Regions from separate parts of the Gossypium hirsutum genome. Here region 1 is linked to region 2. The links are chromatin contacts, called in public Hi-C maps. All regions are on one chromosome and are shown on one strand. The core of a region is the stretch at or near the end of the contact, and the rest is flanking DNA. Distances in the headings are between cores, read along the strand shown. Region 1 has its middle 6.1 kb from the start of LOC107909359. Region 2 has its middle 3.1 kb from the start of LOC121215279.

Region 1 (2,700 bases), core at 157-2,656, 60 kb after region 2:
TTTGAATTAAGTGTTGCATCAACACTAACTATATGAAAGAAAAAGAAAACAAAGGTTGGGTTCTTAAGTTACTTGAAATCTAATGCAAAGCAACAAGTACACTTTACCTAATATGTTGCTTTTCCTTTGAGTAAAAAAAACAGACCTTTTATCAATGGCTTTCTGCTGCAACCATCACTTCCATTTTATTTGAAATAATGAATAAAAAATGGAGTTTTTGATATGATATTTCAGCTGCTAAATTATTATTTAAAAGCTGCAGAGATTCAAAAAACGCTATTACTGTCACACAAACAAGACAAAAGTGTAGCAAAGTAGTGTCACTTTCAGCTTATGTTCTTTTTAATATTTTTGGATGCTTTTATTATGGAGTTTTTTTAGTCAATATTTGTTTTGATTTATTTAATGTTTTTGAAGCAAAACCAGAAAACAAAACACACAAAAGTGAGTCATTGACTATGTTTTCTTTGTTGATGTAAGGGCATCTAGCTGAGGCTTTGTACATGAAAGAAAGTGTTTAAAATCGACCCTTCACGCAAAATGGGACCAATGTGATTGAAAGTGAAAATACTAATAGAATCTATCATAATTCTTAAATGACTGCTTATCATTTTGTTTTGGTTTTTACCTTACATTCAATGTCTGATAGGTGGTCAGAAGACTCTTTGAATGCCACCTTATGACTTGTGGGATTTTTGATAAAGCCTCAAACCTTTTACCAGACAATCCAATGGGTTGCCATACAATGCTATTTCTCTTGATTAGGGTTTGTGTATATATCCCGTTTCAGTCAATTTATATTCTGCCCCCTTGTTAAAAAATAAATAAATTAGTCATTAATATTTCTTGTTAAAAATTTTATTCATTTTTACTGTTAAAAACTAACGTGGCTGATAAAATAATCAAACAATTACAGGTAACGTGCCATGTATGCCTCATTCTGATATACATGGACCAATTTTTAGTAATTAAAATGGATAGATTTTTAATAAGACCAGTTTATTTTTTAATCTAATATATAAGAACTAATTTCCTTATATTTTGAGTAGAGAACACAAAATTCAATCTAACTTCATGCTTTTTTTTTGTCGAGGTTTGCGATTATTCCTCCCAACAACATCGTCTCCAAAATTAAGATCTCCACTTGAGAATGCAATGCTTTTTGTCATTAAACTTTGTGCCAATGCGTTTAATTTCATTTATGATTTAGAAAAAAACCATAAATAAAAAAGGTCCCTCCACAAAAGGGGTGCATTAAACATTTAGTACAAAACAGTCAATGCAAATTGCAGAAATGCTAGCCATTCGATGCTAAACCAAGGACCTGTGTCCATGACCCCCCATTGTTTTTTGGGCTTGGGGCACATTTTTGACAGAGTTTTTGAAATTGGGGTCATAACTTTGTATAGGCTTAGGCTGCAACAGTAGTACTTTTGCTAGACTCCATCCAGCCCGTGTGAGTGGTGCCCTACCCTTTGCTTGCCAGCTATATGTATAGTTAAGAGATTAGAAAAATCTGTATGTATTTTATCATTTTTATTAAAAAATAATAAATTTATCCCATACTTTACATCAATGAGCAAAATTATCATTCTTTTAAAATTTCATCCATTTCATCATTAAAAATTGATTCATGTATAATTATCTGATTATTACATCAATTTTTAATAATAATAATGGATGAATCTTTAAACAAAAAAAATCAATTTACTTAATGATTTAACCTATGAAAATTAATTTATCAATTTTTTAAAAAGAAAATAGAAAATATAATAAGATGCAATCATACTTTACCAAACATTGACACAATTTTACTATTTCAATAAGTGTAAGTAGTAAATATGAAAGAAAGTAGGCTTGAAGTACAATATATAATCTTTAAATGGAAAGAGTTGAAAGACTTGTTTTTTCTTTTCTAAAAAGGAAATTTACTTTTTTTCTTTTCAGAACTTATTAAATTGTAATTTTCCATATTCATGTTCATGTTATTAAGTGTATATGTATACCGTTATATTAAGAGTTGTATTTTGTTCCGTCTATTTATAAATAGGAGAATAATGTCTTTCAGTATACTTAAACTCAAGTCATATTGATAACAATACTCATATCAATCAATATAAAACTCAATCGATTAAGTGTGAGTATATATTTATTTTTTATTTTTTTATATATTTTAAATATTGTATTCGAATATGTATAAAATATAATATTAAAAAAATAAGAGTAAGAATCACATGACGAATGAGTAGATTCAAAGATTAGCCTATTAAAAGAAACAGGTGTATTAATTGCATGCATGGCTTATGCTAGACTTGCTAGCTTCAGTAAAATGATTGGCAACCAAGAAAATGACAGAAAGTTTGAGAATTAAATTATCATTTTAAGTTTCAACTTAACAATAATATTTATGGGTTTGAATTTTTTTTATACAAATTAATCCCTAAATTTAGTAATTATTTTCATATTGAGTTTGAATTAGACAATTGTTTCTATATTGTTGCATGCACAACTTATGCTGGACTGGACTTCTAGCTTTAGTAAAATGATTGGCAACCAAGAAAATGAAAAAAAAAAAATTCTAAAGGTTAAATCGCTATTTAGAACCTGAATTTGGCAGTAAACTCACATTAAAGCTTAATTTTTTTTTATCCAAGTTAATCCCTGAATTGATAATCATTCCCATATTAAGTTTTAAATTTG
Region 2 (2,700 bases), core at 28-2,527:
TTAATTAACCCATAATTCTTTACCTTCATAAGAATGCTCAATTTCTATACCAATGAATAGGAGGTCCCTGATTAGTTAAATTAAGCTTTCAAAAAAGTGTAAACATCATATCTACCCAAAAATGGGTTAGCTCAATTATTTAATTTAATTATCTCTACATGTCATCAAACACAAATCCAACATCTTAATCCTATTTTTTCCTTGAAAAAATTATGTGTTTTGATTAAATTTACAAGTGTTGGCAAATGTGGAATATGAAATACAAAAAAGTTATTTTCAATATCTCAAACCAAAGCACAAAGCCAATCTTTAGTTCTCCATTTCCTCACCAATCCAAAAATAAAATGAAAATATATGAGAAATTGACTGTTAAGAGTGTAGCTATTATGGAAGTTGTGTGTGCATCAAATCCAACACATACAATAAGTCCATCCAAAAAGCACAAAAAGAGCTATTCTAGTCTTTAGCCTTAGACTAAAAACTTTAGGTTCCCACCTTCAAAGGCTGCAAATCACTCCACCCCTTCTTACATCATCTTTATGTGTCAAGCGATCATATGATGTAATTCAATTTAAGGACTAAATTAAACATTAAAATTAAATTTAAGTATCAAATAGTATATCAACCCTTATGATTATAACTATCTCAACTTTACTTTAAAGCCATATATGGTTGGCTTAGATGGTAAATATCAACTCAAATATAATTTAGAATGTATTTAAGATATATAGATCAAATTGTAAACATTTGTGAACAACTTAGATTTGACATGTCAAAGAAAAAAAAGAAATACAATGCCAGATCAAAGTTGCTTATGCAGTATGTATATATATTCAATTTGGCTCACATATTCGAAATATACTCCAGTAAGATTCATATTGATAGTTAGGCTAACAGAGAAACTTGATTGATATATTATAGATATTTTGATAACTCGATTAGAATGCTTTAAAGTTTAGTGATCAATTTAAAATCTGAACAACAGGTGGTGGAGGTTTGCTAACGGAGGGACTTAATTGTTATATTACTGATATTTTGATAACTCGATTAGAATGCTTTAAAGTTTAGTGATCAATTTAAAATCTGAATAACAGGTGGTGGAGGTTTGGTGAAATTAACCCTTTTTATGTATACTATGATTTATTTAACTTCACCCTCGTTTTCTCATTTCATAATGAAGGAGGAAAAATCACTATCCCCATGTCTCTTTGGCAAACAGCCTGTCACCTCGCATTTTATGATACATGTCACGTTTCGAACACCATTGATATCGGTGTGGACCACCGCTCCCATGTGGCTGCGGCCACCCTTTGCCGGCCTTATGCCAATTTAGGACCACCACCCTTAGAGGTATACATTCTTCATATATATTATCAAGAGAGCTCCCATTTTGGGTTGTTTTCTTATATGGGGCCAATGCTCCCTAAAGGTATTCAAAATCCAAAGGACTCATCACAAATATTTTTTTTTATTTAAACATTTTCATTTAAATAATTTTTATTATTTATTTCAATTATATATTCTTGATTAATGATCCCATGGTAAAAAAAAAGTTTAAAAAAAAATGATACCTTGGTTGCCTTTCTATATGATATCTCAAGTTCTGTACAAACATATATTCTAGCTTGTAGTACCAAAATTTGGGGCCATAATTAAGTCTCATATTAATTGCTTTTGTTCTTCTCTAATCTTAGTCCTTTTCAAAGAGTGCAGTTTCATACTCTTATTTTTCTATTTAATATATATTCACATATGACAGCATTGAAGAAGGGAAGGGGGTTACCCCCAAAATGATAAATTGGGTTAAGTTGTTACTAAGAATTGTAAAATTGTAAATTAATGTAATGGTAAAATTATATTTTGACTCCTTAAAGTTTTATAATTTGATTCTTGTCTCTATTATTTTCTTTTCTAATTTCACCCTTGACACATCTAACATACCATTGATACATAAATCTTAATGTACAGTCAATGAATCAAAATTTTTCATTTCATTAATAAGCCTTTTATTAAGTAGAGATATTTATTTATAAGTCCTCCAATTTTTTTTCTCATTATTAAAGTGCAATATATGAGAAAGGGTTATATGAAACAATGATATTATCCTTTTCCAATAGTTTAATGCCACATTAGTAATTTTATCTTGAATTTTAAGATTTTCATTTAGACTTAATTTTTTTTTCAATGTGGAAATACTAAAATTCAGGATGAAAATATTGATGTGATATTAACTATTGAAAAAAGAATATAGATACCCAAGTTTTATGTCGGTATGTATGATTAAGACAGCGTAAAAACAAGGTTTTTTTTTAAGCTAAAACTTAGCCCACATACATGTGTGAATAATACCCATTTTTTTTCAATCAAAGTAATAGATAAATTTTAGTATAAAAAGATGATATAAAAGATATTCTAACATTATATATTATGGTGTGGCCAAAGTATACCAAAAAAATTCACGACATAAACAATCAATATAGTGTGACAAGATTGGCGCCTTCGAAATAGACAACACCTTTTTTAAAGGGTATACTATTAAAATAGTAATTTCTGTTTGTAAGTTATATTTTAATTATTTTTGTGTGAAATATTACGTCTTAGTTATTTATGTTATTATGTTGTAATATTTTAGTTACTGAGCCGTTAATTGTCGTTAACGGTGTAATGGTAAGTTAATGTGATACGTTAAATCATCATTTC

The links. A called contact is a pair of places that touch in the nucleus more often than the background predicts.
Region 1: a contact with region 2 is called in a Hi-C map of leaf, with 2.9 times the contacts expected there. The contact joins two enhancer-like sites. A contact is called at or near these places in 10 of 34 Hi-C or Micro-C datasets (anther, callus, cotyledon and 3 more).

What each region holds. Positions count from the first base shown.
Region 1 is chrD03:1,492,200-1,494,899 of Gossypium_hirsutum_v2.1, forward strand. No RefSeq gene overlaps it. Among protein-coding and RNA genes, the nearest start is that of LOC107909359, 6.1 kb to the right of the region's middle. Within about 2 kb of position 1,407, at least 3 of the 9 cell types and tissues checked have an H3K27ac peak or open chromatin away from gene starts, as enhancers often do. A contact at or near this core is called in leaf, where this site is marked.
Region 2 is chrD03:1,432,139-1,434,838 of Gossypium_hirsutum_v2.1, forward strand. No RefSeq gene overlaps it. Among protein-coding and RNA genes, the nearest start is that of LOC121215279, 3.1 kb to the left of the region's middle. Within about 2 kb of position 1,278, at least 1 of the 9 cell types and tissues checked has an H3K27ac peak or open chromatin away from gene starts, as enhancers often do. A contact at or near this core is called in leaf, where this site is marked.